Linked DNA regions of Mus musculus: region 1 is linked to region 2. The links are chromatin contacts, called in public promoter capture Hi-C maps. All regions are on one chromosome and are shown on one strand. Each heading gives the region's core, a stretch centred on a gene start, on an enhancer-like site or on the middle of the called end of the contact. The rest is flanking DNA. Distances are from core to core; before and after follow the strand shown.

Evidence for each region. Promoter capture Hi-C pulls out the DNA fragments that hold promoters and counts their contacts.
Region 1: a contact with region 2 is called in a promoter capture Hi-C map of the HPC-7 cell line, with 2.9 times the contacts expected there. The contact joins the promoter of Zdhhc8 here to the enhancer-like site in region 2. A contact is called at or near these places in 7 of 39 promoter capture datasets (the HPC-7 cell line, cranial neural crest, embryonic stem cells and 3 more), 8 of 484 Hi-C or Micro-C datasets (bone marrow-derived macrophages, cerebral cortex, embryonic fibroblasts and 4 more), 15 of 115 datasets of contacts at active chromatin or transcription factors (DN3 thymocytes, the HPC-7 cell line, acute myeloid leukemia and 11 more) and 4 of 9 other capture datasets (adipose tissue, liver, macrophages and 1 more).

What each region holds. Positions count from the first base shown.
Region 1 is chr16:18,232,282-18,239,715 of GRCm38.p6, reverse strand. It overlaps Zdhhc8 (zinc finger, DHHC domain containing 8), which reads left to right and starts at 4,580. Exons shown (of 11, transcript NM_172151.4): 1 at 4,580-4,809. The coding sequence starts at 4,706.
Region 2 is chr16:18,113,994-18,121,773 of GRCm38.p6, reverse strand. No RefSeq gene overlaps it. Among named protein-coding and RNA genes, the nearest start is that of Rtn4r, 9.8 kb to the left of the region's middle. Within about 2 kb of position 5,098, at least 6 of the 459 cell types and tissues checked have an H3K27ac peak or open chromatin away from gene starts, as enhancers often do. A contact at or near this core is called in the HPC-7 cell line, where this site is marked.

The DNA.
Region 1 (7,434 bases), core at 3,331-5,830, 120 kb before region 2:
TACCAGCCTGATTTTCTCCTAGGAGAAAACCAGTTTGTCAAAATGGTGTGTCCTTCTGTGGCTCTTAGGGACCAGATACTACGGTACCGGCTGGTGCTGGAGGCCACAGTGTGTGTGGCTGCAACTGGCATTCAGGGCCAAGGTGGGCTGCTTCCTTGCTGCTAGAACTATTGCTTTGTGCTTTTGTATAGGGTCTGTGTGTGTGTGAGAGAGAAAGAGAGGTGAAGGGAGACTATTATGTGCTTTCATCTTGGTGAAGGGAGGTGGTAGGTAGCTAAACATCTGGCTATAGGAAAAACTGGTTTTGATTGGCTCTGGTTAATAGAGCAGCTCCAAGCTCAGTGGAGGGAAAGGCCACCATGGTACTGTGCCATAGTGTAACTGAGTCTAGCCCTACACTCTCCTATTGGAAGCCATTAGGTGCCCCAATACATCTTCAAATAGCACTCTAGGAGTTTGGACCTTGAATTCTAAACTCAGCACCATTAGGATTAGGGACTACTTGAATAAAACCTGCCTTATGTGGGGCTAGAGAAATGGCTCATCAGTTATGAACGCTTACTGCTTTTGTAGAGGATGAGTTCAGTTTTAAGCTCACAATTGCCTGAAGCCCCAGAGAATTAGACACTCTCTTTCTAGGCAAATCAAATGATAATGCACATACTTACAGACAGGCAAAAGAAAGCCCTGACCTGACTGACTCATTGTGGGCTCAGGAGCTTCAGCAGCCCCACCTCACAGGGCAAGACCCATGGTGGGGTCTGAGTGCATTAACAGGACCTGCTCTTGCTTTGTAGCAGACTGCCAGTAACACCTACCAGAGTCTGGATATTTATCTGTTGATGCTCGCCTTATTAAACTGACCCTGTTAAGTCTGACCTTGTCCTTTGCAGGGTGTGCTTACAAATGCCTGCCTGCCTGCCTTTCTCCTTTCCCCTCCCCTTTTCTCTCCTCCCTCCATCTTTCTCCTTTCTTCTCTTTTTTTATTTTTGTTTTTTGTTTGTTTTTTTTTTTTTTTTATTTTGAGACAGGGTTTCTCTGTGTAGCTCTGTCTGTACTTGAACTCCCTCTGTAGACCAGGCAGGCCTCAAACTCAGAACATCTGCCCAATGGGATTAAAGGTGTGTGCCACTACAGTCCAGTTTAAAGCTTTAAAGAAATTTAAGCTAGCATTCAAAGTCAGCTTTCATGGTGACATTACCATATAGACATGTACTTTATCATACTCACACCTCCCTCGTTGCCCATTCCTGCAAAAGCACCTTTTCATTCCCCAAGCTGCTCTCTAAAGCCAACTAAAGGCTGTTTCTTGGTTTTCTCCATCCCAGGAAGAGATATGTGTATGTAGTGGGGCCTGATGTAGTAGAATTGAGACATTGGCTACAGGTGGCCTTGGAAGAACTGTCCACGGGCCCTGGACTGAGGATTCAGGTTCAAGTACCCTTTACCTTGTAGTAACAGGCAAATGAACCTTTGAGTGGGGTAAATGCCCTTAGGGAGAGGACTTTATAAGTAGGACGTCTCTTCCTATGACCAGTGTTTGGCATTTCTCCCCATGTATCTGCAATAGAGGAGGATGGCTGTGATGGCTCTCATGGCATAAATCCTGGACTCAGACCCAGAAGGTTTCCTTCTATTCTGCAAATACAAACTGGCTAAGGGACACTGCTGTCCTGTGCTCAGGTTGTATTCTGATGTACATTCAAGGAAGTGGTTCATACTATAGATGGTGTAGCCAAGGAAGACATGCATTGCTTCAAGTCTTGAGTGCCCCATTGACAATAGTTTGGAGGAAGGACATCAACAGGTAACTAGCCTGGTATTATATCCTGACGCAGAGACTGAGCCAAGTAGGGTGGAGTCTTAACAGGTTTTAAGACTGTAAGAAACAGATGTAGTGAGCGTGGTGGTGCACGCCTTTAATCCCAGCACTCGGGAGGCAGAGGCAGGTGGATTTCTGAGTTTGAGGCCAGCCTGTTCTACAAAGTGAGTTCCAGGACAGCCAGGGCTATACAGAGAAACCCTGTCTCGAAAAACCAAAAAAAAAAAAAAAAGAAGAAGAAGAAGAAGAAAAGATAAAAGAAACAGATATATCTTATCCATGGGGGCATTCCAAGACTCCCAGTAGATGCTGTAAACTTAAGGGGGTGCCAAGCCCTGTGTGTTACTGTGCATACACACCTGTGGCAAGTTTGGAAGTTGACATAGTGGAAGGTTCAGAGTAATGAAGCCAGATACACTGCAATAGAATCAGGGATATTGTACCTTACTATAGGGCTTAGCAACCTCAGCACAGGTTCCTAAGTTCGCTTCACAGGGCCTCTGGCATCACTACTGCTGCACTTTGGGGATACTGAGACAAGAAAGCTACAGCGTGTCAAATGAGGAAATAGGGAAGCTGAGGAGTTCACACCCAAGGCTGATGAGAGCAGCATAGTATAGTTATTAAATGGTTAGTGTGAGATAGCCTCATAGCCCAGGCTGGTGGCCCTGAACTGGCTGTGTAGCTGAGGATAACCTTGAATTTAAGATCCTTCTAAGCCCTGTGGTGCCGTGCCTTAATAGGCCAGCATTCTACCAAACTGCTGCATCCTGACCATTTTAGTTTCTTGTTACATAGCTTGGCTAGCCTAGAACTCACTATGTAGACCAGGCTGGCCTCAAACTTAAGATCCACTTATCTCTGCCTCTCCAGTGCTGGGATTAAAGATATGTACCACCACACCCAGCTTTTTAGTTTTTGAGATGAGTTTCACTGTGTAGCCAAGGCTGGTAGTCTCCATGTCTCACTCTTCCAAGAGCTGGTATTACATGAGTCACCACACCCGGCTAATCGTACACAAATCTGAATTATTTATGGACTTCTATTTAATAACTGGGTTGTGGGTAGCTGAAAGCATGGAAAGTCAGCACCGTTGTGGGGAGTGCTGCTTTATACCTCCATCTCAGTCCCTCTGCTGTGCTGGCTGCCACTCTACATTCCTGTTTCAGGCCCTCTGCGGCTCTCCTAGGCTGTGTGTTCCAGTGGCTCCCTGCTGCCTTGCCAGCCCTATTCAGGAAGAAAGGTACCATATCACTCTGGGCTCTGGCCTCAGCAGCTACATCTGCCCCACCTAAAACTGTTTTGGACTCTCCACGACCAGTGTTTGCTATTTTCCTACAAGACTGTGGCAGTAGTGTGGCTGCCTTGGTACCCTACATATAACATGAGAGTAGACTTAATCCCAAAGGAACTCTGCAGTGGGGGAGCTGTGAGTCGTGGAGCCTCCTGTGGGCCCTAGAGGCCCTAGAGGTTCTGAGCGTTCTATGTTAGGGGCTGTAGGACAAGATTAAAGTCGGGCGAATTTAACTGAACTGTGTGCCTAATGCAGAGGGCCAGCTGGATACTTACTTACCTGAGAGCGGAAAGGAGTTTGTATCCACTCTGCTCTCCACTGTGAGGTCACATCACTGCTATCTTACCAACGCTGGAAGACCCTGAGCTACGTCTTCTGGCATGGAATGACCAACAGGACAGAAATCTGAGAGAAAATCTATCACTGTTTATGCTGTTGAAAAGCTGTTTCTACATTAAGGCACTCGACCCTGAGCTGTGGGCGAGCCAAGGAGTCCCAGGCCTACAAGCAGTGTTGTAGGGAGGAGGTGGCTGAAGGACTCTGGGTTATGGCTCTACAGAAGGAGATAGCAACAACCAAGGGAAGAAGGCTCCCACTATCTTGGTCTGGGGAGGGGTGGACGATGGAGAAGAGCCTCCGGACTGGGGGCGGCTCTGGGGGAATCGTCAGCCAGCACCCTGTTCAGGCCCTGAATAAGCTTCCAAAGTAAATGTTGCTGCCTTGTGGAGTGGCTAAGGCAAGCAGTGGGGTTTGACCATGTTCTTACTCAAAACATTAAAACTGATCTGCTAGGGGAAGCCAATGCAGATGCCTGCAGCATCCTTGGAGGGCCGGTCCACCTTAAACAGCTGCGTCCTGGCGCGGGCAGGTGGGCTTGCTCGCGGGTGGGTGGTGAGCATGCGCAGCCTTTCTAGTCAAGGCCAGAGCAGGGTTCAGTCACTTTCCCTAGGACACCAGCTTTCCGAAGGCGTTCCTAGGTCTCTTACACACGGCCTCAATCAAGCCTGCGGCCTGAGCCAGGACACAGAGGAACTCGGTGACCTAACTCTTAGTGTGTGGAGGGCTGAGAACTGGCTAAGGTTTGGATAGCCATGATACCCCTACCTTGTCATAGAAATCTCGCTCACACCCCAGTGACTGCCAGGGGACCTTCAGCCTGTCCCGGGACTGTGATTGGAGAGCATGTAGGCCCAAGAGAGCTCCCGGGTTAGGGCCTGCGGTAGCAAGGAAAAAAAAAAAAAGGAAAGAAAGGAAGAGACAGACAAGAAAGAGAAAAAGAACATGCTTTCCGTTGTCCTGTCGGTCCAGATGGGCGCTGCGCGTGCGTGGGGTGTCGGGCTACCCCGCAAAAGAGGAGTTGGCCGCCCGGCGCTCCACCCTCAGCCCGCCCCCGCCGCGGCCCTGCCGCCGGGTCCACCTTAAGGGGCGCGCTGACATCAGCGCGCCGCCGCCGCCCGTGGGGTGGGATTTCCTCCACTGCCGCTGCGGCGGATCCTGCGCCGCGTCCAGCCCGCGCGCCCGACCCCGGCCCGACCCGGCCGGCCCCGCCCGCCCGGCCCGGGGAGGGATGCGGCGGCGCGGCGCCCAGGATGCCCCGCAGCCCCGGGACGCGCCTCAAACCCGCCAAGTACATCCCGGTGGCCACGGCCGCCGCGCTGTTGGTTGGTTCCAGCACACTCTTCTTCGTATTCACGTGAGTCGGCGCCGGGTCCAGAGCCTGGTAGCAGCGGGTGGGGGTAGGGAGGTTGGGGGTGGGAGCCGAAGGGGCGCACGTGCCCCACGGGGGCGGCGGTGGGCTGGGCGGATTAGCAGGTTGCGGCGAGGGGCTGCGTCCCCGGAGCACGGACAGGTGAATGCCTGCCTCTGAGCGTTCTAGCAGGCCCTGGGTGTGGTTGCAGCCTTTCATTCCCTCGGGGCTTTGAAGGGGGACGCGTGTCACCTACAGACACCAACCTTCCTAGGGGGAGGGGGGGAGTAGGAGCTGTGAGCCCCCTCGTCGCGGCCAGCATGTAAAATCAACTTATTTCTGTGTTTCTCAGCGTAGGTGTGGCCTGCCCCACAGCCGTGACTGGCCACTACAGCCTACTCAAGGCCCTCAGCCCTCCCTGAACACAACACTGAGAGGCTTCTATCCTACACTTCTAAGTCTGGAGCACAAAAGACCTCAGAGGCTAGGCTGCCAGTCGTGGGGAGGGAGCACTCTTTGCCAGCCTGGCACTAGGCAGCCTCAATTTCTTACCCCGGGCTGGCTCATAGGTCATGGGGTTCTGAATCTCGGACCACTCGTTTCTTTCTACAATTCCAAAGCCTTGACACAACTCAGGTGACCAAAGGGATGGCCATTTGTTTCCAGGTGTGACAGCCCCAGGTGTAAGTGAGCCTGAGCCACCCTTTCCACTTTGTAGAAACATATAGCAGCCTTTGTAGGAGTCTGAATTCAGTGCCTGTTGTGGGAGGAGAGTCCTTACCTGGAGGCTGGGGTTGGGTATGTGCCACTGGCTGCAAAGAGCAAGTTTAAAAAAGGCCTGTGTGGACGGGCTTATTTCTGGCTCCAGGGAAAGTCTGTGTTCTTGTCACTCAGATGTTGTGGATTGTGGACTAAGGAAGGGCTTGGGGAGCTAAGACTGGAGGGGACATATCTTGGAAAATTCGGTCTTCCAGAGGTCTTGAGTGGGGTTCTGTTTCAGTGCAGAGAGGGTGTCACAGGGACATTTCGATGTCTTTTAACATAACTCTAAAATTAAGACATGCAATATGGGAATCAAAGTTTTAAGAGAAATTAAAATCCTCTCCCCCTGCTTTCTCTCCTCAGAGAATGTAAGTAGTTTCAGAGGATTCAGAGGACCCAGGTGGTTCCTGGAAACTTGACTCTGCCTCAAGCTTTGGTCTCTGAGGTTGCTACCGTTTTTTCTGGGCAGTGCTTCCTCTGTGTTCTTGAAGCTAGTGTTCTGGGGCTGTGCATGTGGGTGCTCTTGAGGTTTGGGGTTCTCTTTAAGGGACAGCTACTCTGACTTGAACTGGCTCTGCAGTTGGCATGACTGGGGCCCTGTTCAGTCTGTGTGCATCCTCATCTGCCCCTTGGATGAGTTCCTGAGATGTGGGTATTGCTGACCTGACACTCAGGTGGCTCTGTTCTCAGAAGAGGCTCTGCTGGACAGCTGTGCTCGTTTGGGCAGTGCCAGGGTATAGGCAGGTCTGGTGGCCAGCCTGGAGTAGGTGTCTTTTTCAAGATAGAATCCCTGTCCTCTCATTGCCTCCCTCCTGCCCTGTTTCTGGCTCCGTCCACTGACACCTCAGACACCAAGAAAAGGAAGCAGTCGCTCAGCCTACCTTTGGGGCCTAGATCGGGTCCTGAAACTTTACCTGGCGTAAGTGACCCTTAGATCTCCTCTTTGTGAGTCTGAACTGCTTCTCTCAAGGTGCGGAGGAGAATCTGGTCAGTCAAGAAGGGGAGCCCGCCGGGCGGTGGTGGCGCATGCCTTTAATCCCAGCACTTGGGAGGCAGAGGCAGGCAGATTTCTGAGCTTGAGGCCAGCCTGGTCTACAAAGTGAGTTCCAGGACAGCCAGGGCTATACAGAGAAACCCTGTCTCGAAAAACCAGAAAAAAACAAAAAAAGAAGGGGAGCCCAAGGGCTGAAGGACCAGGGGCTCCTTCCCACTCACCAAGAGAGTAATTGGCCCAGCAGACATCCAGGCTTTTCTAGAACAGACTGGGGTAGGCAGGGTGTGAGATTTGGGATGAACTCCCTGGAGGTAGGATGGGAGAGTGAGCTCCTTTCCCGGGAACCCTCCCGGCCTTGTGCTGGTTTGTGTATCTCTCTCTGTGGTACAGTGCTAAGCTGGGTTTGGTGTTAGGATGGGTCCAAAGGCTTCCTCCAGGCCAGGAGAATCCACTTTTCAAAAGGACATGTGTGGTGGAGGCTGGGGATGGCTAAACCTAGAGCTGTGTTAGGCCGTTTGGGCACCTAGAGTGTTAGAGCTGGATTCAGGAGGGCCTGAGCTCTCTGTGTGGTTAGAAGGCGTGGTGGAGCATGCCTTTAATCCCAGTAGAGGCAGAGGCAGGCGGATTTCTGAGTTGGAAGCCAGCCTGGTCTACAGAATGAGTTCCAGGACAGCCAGGATGGTATAGAGAAACCCTGTCTTGAAAAATAAAAAAAAAAAAAAAAAAAAAAAAAGAAGCCCAGACTGGGACAGTAGACAGTCTGTTTCTGGCCCCTGGTAGCCTTGGGGACTGGAGCATCATGGGAGGGAGACTAGGTTTGAAAACTGTGAGTTCTCCTGCTAGGGTGTCCTGCTCTTCTGAGCCTGTTACTCTTC
Region 2 (7,780 bases), core at 3,849-6,348:
GACTTCCATGCTCAGTTGGAATGCCCACAGGCTACTGTGTTCTAGATGTCAGAAATACTGCTTTGTACTGAAAAGCTCATCAGGAAGCCTAGAACCATCTTTCCTTAGCTTGGATCCTTTCTGTGACACTGTCGTCCAGGGCCATCCATGGCTCTGGCAACTAGGCTTGGCATAGCCAGGTTGACTGTACCCAGACTCATGCATATATGCAACAGAGGCCAAACCTCAACCCACAGAGCTTACAGGTTAACCTTCTGCCCCTGCCTCCCCAGTGCTGGGATTAAAGCTGTGCCAGACATACGCTTATAATATTTTTTATTTGCAACTTTTTTTTTAAATAAAATTTTATTTTGTTTGTTTGTTTTAAGAAAGGGCCAGAGAGACATCTCAGTGATTAAAAGCACTGACCGGTCTTCCAGAGGACCCAGGTTCAATTCCCAGCACCCACATGGTAGCTCACAACCATCTGTAACTCCAGTCTCACAGGCTCTGACACCTTCTTCTGGCCTCTGCGGTCACCAGGCATGCATGTGGTACACTGACATACATGCAGGCCCAACACTGATACACATAAAATATTTTTTTTTGTTTTTTGTTTGTTTGTTTTTCGAGACAGGGTTTCTCTGTATAGCCCTGGCTGTCCTGGAACTCACTTTGTAGACCAAGTTGGCCTCAGAACTGAGAAATCTGCCTGCCTCTGCCTCCCGAGTGCTGGGATTAAAGGTGTGCGCCACCACCACCCAGCAATAATTTTTAAAAAATGGAAAAAAAAGTTAAGAAGAAGGGGAGAGAGGGAAGGGGGAGAAGGAGAGGAGAGATGGGCTGTTTTGAATCCTGGAACACATTGCATTTCTTAATTATTTTACTTATTTACATTTCAAATGTTGTACCCCCTTCCCAGTCTTCCCTCTGAAAACTCCCCTTCTCATCATCCCTCCCCTTTGCCTCTAAGAAGGTGCTCACCCGCCCACCCACCCACTCCATTCTTACTCTTCCAGCATCCCCCTTCTTTGGGGCAACAAGCCTCCACAGGACCAAGTATCTCCCCTCCCACTGATGCCAGATAAGGCTATCCTCTGCTGCATATGCAGTAGGGGCCACGGACCCATCCATGTCTTTGGTTGCTGGCTTAGTCCTTGGGAGCTCTGTGGGGTCCAGTTAGTTGGTACTGTTCTTCCTATGGGGTTGCAATCCCCTTCTGCTTCTTCATTCCTCCCCCTAACTCTTCCATTGGGGTCCCTGGGCTCAGTCCAGTGATTGGCTGTGAGTATCTGCATTTGTCTTAGGTGCTGGCAGAGCCTCTCAGAGGACAGCTATACCAGGCTCCTGTCTGCAAGCACTTCTTGGCATCAGCAATAGTGTCAGGGTTTGGTGTCTACAGATGGGATGGATCCCAAGGTGGGGCAGTCTCTGGATGGCCTTTCCTTCAGTCTCTGCTCCATTTTTTGTTTTTGTGTTTCTGATCTATGAGCATGGGGCACATTGCATTTAAGGCTACAATGATTAACACAGTTCATAGGCATCAGATGATGGGAAAGAAAATCCAGGGGAAAAAGATCAACTACAAGTATGAGAAAGAGAAAAATCCGGGAAGAAAGGAGTTGTTCAAAGACTAAACACACAATCAGTACAAGGGTTTGGGACAACTCAATAAGCCAACTGGAAAATTTGGGTCCCTACCTCAGTCCTTCATATTAAAATAAATACCCAAAGGACCAAAGGTTTAAGAAGTAAAAACAAAACAATAAAACAAACTACAATGCCTGTGGTATGGAGGCAAAGGTAAGTGGGTCTTTGTGCTAGCCTGGTCTACATAGTTCCAGGACAGCCAGAGCTACACAAGGAGACCCTGCCTCAAACAAACAAACAAACAAGCAAATCATTAAAAAAAAACCCTATCACTTTAAATCACTCTTAGGAATTATACAAAACTTGAAGCCATAAAGTGAGAGAGAAACATATTCAACCTCATAAAGATAAAATGTAGCTGCACAGGAGAAACAAAATCAACAGATAAATGATAAAATGGGAAAGTATCAGCAATTCATTTCACAAAGGACTGTTCTGGGGGTATACAGAGAAAAATAGGCACAAGATATCAAAGAATCCCATCAGTACACATCATGCCTCACCCAAACTAACATGCACGTTCACAGTACAGTAAGATGCAGTTTACATCTCTCGAGATGCTAACCCCTCCCCTCGCACACAGGGAGGGGAGGGTGGGGCTCATCCTGCTGGGTTGCTCCCTCTGGTGGTTGGCTAGGGATGCTAGAGAGATGCTGGAGGGGACGTCTACAAAAGGAGAGGCACCTGCAGATCCAAGTGGCAGGACCAGGAGATTTCTGTGGTGAGACAGGCTGTGAGGTGACTGCAGCAAGCTGGGGGAGAGTGTCCACCCACAGCAAGGAACATTTAAACAGGAGACACAGGCATTTGGCCCTTGGTGCTACTACCAGTGAAGCTGCAGTGACAGGGGACCCCTCGGCTGTCCCATCTGCTCACAGGTCCATACTAAGCACTCACAGCTGCCTCTTTGTCTTCATTAGCGCCCTGTTAGCAATGGCCTATGTTAATTAATTAGCTCTTGTCCCGCTGTTCAGGAGCAGTGCCAGATTCAGCTGAGGCCTTGCCTGGTCCCAGCTCTGACTGTGAACACCTCTGTCCTTCCTGATGTCCCAGTTACTCCTCTTCAGACCCCATATGTGTCTCCCAAAGACATGGCCTGGGCGGGGTCTGTCTTTCTAGCCTCAGTTTCTCTGGTAGTGAAATGAGATGTATTATGTTTGCAGGCTGTGACAAAGATACCTAACAGAACGTGTGTGTGTGTGTGTGTGTGTGTGTGTGTGTGTGTGTGTGTGTGTGTGTGTGTGTGTGTGTGTGTGTTGAGACAAGATCTCACTTGGTAGCCCAGGCTGGTATTGTACTCCTAGCAATCCTCCTGCTTCAGCCTTCCAAGTGCTGAGATTATAGCATGTGCCATCATGCCTGGCTCTGAAACTCCAGCTTCAGTAAGAACGAGGATCTTGAGAGGATCTTGGTCTTGGTGGACCATGTACAGCCTCTATAAAATATTTTTGCTTTACAGGTGCTGGGGCTTGAACCCATACCTTGCATGCTAATCAAGTGTCTACCACTGAGCTCTGTCCCCAGCCCTAACAGAACTTAAAAAGAGGAAAGGTTTGCTTTGGTTCAGGGTCTCATTCTTCACGTCAGGGAGAGAATGGTAAAGCAGTTTATGAAGACAGGAGACAGAGAAGTACGAAATACAGGAAGTAGGCCGGGCAAGATATAGCCTCAAGGTCATGTCCCAGGATATACTTCCTCCAACCATGCCCCATCCTATGCCTTTCACCTCCCAGGAGTACTGTACTGTGAATCTATCCCACAGGCATATCTAGCTTGTGAACATCACAGTGTGGTGCTGTCATCTACAAAGTTCACACAAAAATAGTGAAAGAACTTATAACATTTTAACTAACTTTACAGTTTTTGTTAGGCTACGTATCGCTGTGATACCATCTCCTTTGGGATACACACACACACACACACACACACCTAACGAAGAGTCACAGGTGACTAGGAAATCTTTCATTGGTCCTTTAGGTGGTCCATAGAGTGAGATCTACTTCCTGTGAAGGAGATTCTTAAAAATGGAGAGGTCCAGAGGAGGGATTCAAGAGAGGGGACTCAGAGGGGCTAAGGCTGGTAGGCATTGGTTAAGAGAAGCTCATTGGTTGGGATAGCTGACCCATGGTGACCAATGCCACTTTTCCACCAGTGTGAGGGACAGGCCTCGTCTTAGCTTTATCCATAAGCCCATCTTGCTGGGCTTCATGGCAGGTACCTTCCACAGTGGCATAGGGTCCTGTGTGACTGGGACCTGGCTGAGGTCATCCCCCAGCCCCGTGACTAACCTTATACACAAACAGACTTTACTATCTAGGTAGAAGACAATGTGCCTGACAGGCCGGAATGCTGGGCGGCTGCTGGAGCTGAGCCCCAGAGACTTAGCAAGTTGAAGCTGTTCTTCTAGACCCATCAGTCATATGGCCTTGCCCATTCTGTATCTCAAGTTCTGAGTAAAGGTCACATTTTCACCTGAGGTTAATCTGGAGGCAGGAGGATTGCTGTGAGCACAGGAGGTGACAGTTGGGCATGAGGATTCGGGCTTTCACTTCTAGAAGCCACAACATCCCTGAGGGAGCAGGCTCTGCCCTCAACCTCATCATATCTGGATGTAGAAAAAGGAGACAACACTGAGGGTCTCTCAGGTTCCTGGGAAGGGGAGCCTGCCCCATGATCACAGCACAAGGAAGAAAAGATCTCAGGGTGCGGGCGGGCGGGCCACATGCGGTGATGTCATAGCAGCAATCCAGACTCATGGCGCAGATGAAGAAACAAGCTTGGAAGGATGTCTGCAGTACCTCTGGAGAAAAGGAGGCACACTGGTGTGAACTGGGCTTCTTTACCATCTTAGCAGGTTTGGCCCCCCAGAGAAGACCCTGCAACGCTCAGGGGAAGAGTTTCAGAGTGTTCGTAGAAGGTCCAGCTAGTCAGATATGCGTTTGTGACCAACAGTGAAAAAAGAAAACAAGAGACATTGGGTCAGAACTTAGAGAATCTGGAGAAGGATGGTTCTGTTGCTAGGATTCTCAGTGTTGGCTCATCAGCAATGGCAGGAGTGTGGTATTAACAGCAGGAAACTGGGTATGTGGCATATGGGAGCTTTCTGTACTGTCTTTGCTGCAAATCTAGACCTAGTCTCAAAGAAAAGCTTATTTTAAAATGATGTCTTTATTAGCAAGACCAAGCAGAATCTGCCCAGCCTCTGTCCAGGGAAGGTTTTGCCCCCAGCTCAGGTAGTCTGTGACCATTGCCTCCTGAGTCCTCTATACCTCTCGGGGGAGCACTGATCCCAGCCTCAAGTACCCTGAAGTGCTATCCTTGGTGGTGAGAGACCTGGTGGGTTGAATCCATATGTCTGCCTTGCTGGGTTCCATGTCAGATGCCTTTCACGCTGCTGTCAGTCCCTGTGTGTCTGGAACCTGGCTGAGGACAGTCCCGTTATGCGCAGACAGCAAATGCATGACCACAACTTCCCCTGAGCTCCTGGGAGGTCCAGGGCTTGAGGGTGGGCTGTGTGGGTGTGGCTGTGTCTTAGACTTCTGGCCTCACTGGCTTCACTCCATTTCTTTAGCACAAAGCAGAGAGGGATGATGTCCGAAGATCAGAAAGGCTGAGTTCAACCCTCCCTGGGCCCAGCTGGAGCCCTGCCTGGACTTGATGCTCTAGGTGGGGGCTTCCCTCAATAGTGTAGCTACCCCTCTAACTCCCTCACAGGTGTGGGCAAGCCATGTAGGCAGCAGGACTTATCCAGTTATGCTGACCCAACGAGAGCCCAGATAGGGCCCCATCTACGGCAGTGGTTTCCCCTCCAGGCCCTGTTAACATCTGGGAACTTGTTTGTGAAAGTGCAGGGTGGAAGGGCAGGGAGGCTGCTGAGTTCCTGAATTGCTGTATGATGAACCTCGGGGATTAGCCTGTTAGGTTTGGGGGGGAGGTGAGTCCCAGCCTCCAGACCTCCAGAGAGGTCCATGTAGGCCTGCTGGAGTCTCACACAGCAAGTGACAACCAGGCCTGTAATTTGGAGCCCCAAAGATGCCACAGAGGCTGGGGAGTGGGTGACCAACACATTGTTTCTCCTAGCAGAGGAACCAGAGTTTGACCTAGTCCAGGCTACACATCCACTCAGATCTCCTAGAGTTTGTAGCTTCTTGTGGTGTTTTGACAGCCCTGCCCTGCAGTGAGAGGCCCTTCCACTAGAAAGGGACAATAGTCCATCTCCAGGATCCTTCCACAAGTGAGAACCAACTGCTAGGGGATTTAGTGTAAAACACCAACCCAACCGCTAGGCCTGTGCAACCATATCTCTCTGGGTCAACTTTTCATCTTTGCTCCTGGAGCCCAGGCTCAGGTCTGTCCTGGACCTGCCTGCTGAGGTGGGACAGGCGTCTAAGATAGGTAAGAACTAGGCATGGAGCTCAGATGCTGCCTGGCTGCGCTTTGTGCTGCTGCCTCTGCTCCTGGCTTCCTTCTTTGCATGTGAACTTACAGGAAGTCTTAGATGGTCTCAGTGGAATGGTAGGCCTACCTTGGGACTGAAAAACTCCTGGCTTGGAGCAAGAGAGTTAGACATCCCTAAAGAAACACCCTGTTTCTTGGCACATCTCAGAGCTTAGGTCCCCAGACAGCCACGGGGATGGACTGAAGGATGAGAGAATCACTGTCATCACCGGAGAGGAAACTGAGGCTGGGTGATCCACTGGGAGAAGGCGACCCACCCCTCTTCCCCTGCTACTTTAGGGAGAGGGTGGGGTGCGGAGGATCCAGCAGCAATCAGAAAATCCTGCTGTAGACTTTTTCCTAGGGGCAGGAGTTGAGATGGTTAAAGGGTAGCTCATGGGGAGATGAAAGGCTGTGAGCAACATCAGGATGGGAAGATGGAGCAGAAGAGCCTCAAAGGCCCTGCTAGGCTCTCTACAGTGACTCAGAGACACATGGAGAGGGGTAGCAACTGGCTCTGTTGCCAAGTTTAGGTGTCTCTATGCAGAGCCGCTCACCCCCAAATCCTCCACATGTCAGCAGTCTGGTTCTAGAACCTGGAAGAAGGACATCAAGACCCCGGGGCCATGTCCTGAAGCCCAGGGGCCCACCTGTTCCTAAGGTAGGGCTCAGAGTCAGCCACCCACACCAGGGTGAGAATTCCTGGGTGCAATATACTTGCCCTGGCAGGGTGTGGTGTTCAAATGGACAAAGGGAAGACTTTTCTGCTGGGAACGCAGACCTTCATCCCAGCTCTCACTCTCTAGCCCACCAGGAGAGGTGGGAAGCCTTGAAGTACCAGGCTTGTGAATGGCCCATCTCCATGACAACACATGGGCACAAAGGGCTGGGCCAGTGAGCAGGCAGTGGCTGTGCAAGGGTGGGGAGAGGAGGAAAATCTTCTCTCTGGGAAGGGAGCAGGTGAAACCTGGCTGTACTCTGGCCATGCTCTGGAGGTTATAGCCCCACACTATAGAGCCCAGGATCTGAGCCAGGCACAGCACTGACCCATGGGAAGAACATAGACAGGCGGAAGAACAGGGCTGGTACTCAGTAGTACTCAGACAGCAACTCTAAATGAAGGAGACTATACATACCATCAACCACACCCGTGTCTATGCATGTGAACCAGGACAGGGGCCATGATGGTTACCTACTTGACCAGGGGTGAGGGGATGAGACCTCCCCAACCACAGGCTGGCGCAGCAATGGCACCTCGTAAGGACCTGAGTGTGGTTCCCAGCACATATTAGGCAGATCCTAATGGTCTATAGTTCCATCTCCAAGGACTCTAACACCTCTTCTGGGTCTGTTAGCACCTATGCACATGAAGTATACTAGCACTTAAGCACACACACACACACACACACACCATACATACAGCCACACACATACACATGAACACACACACTCAGGTGTACACATACATACACACTCGAAATCACAGAGCATACACACAGATAAAACTAATAATTCTAAAAAGAAGGCTCTAAGAAAAAAATCTGAAACAAGAGAGCAATATGGGGGAGAGGGATGGATCTGGGAGGAGTTAGAGGGATGAGTGGGGTGGATATAATAAATAAAAACCATTGTGTGCATACATAAAATTATCAAAAAAATTAATAAAATGTTTTTAAAGAGAGAGACTGGGAATAGCCAGACATGGACAGAAAGA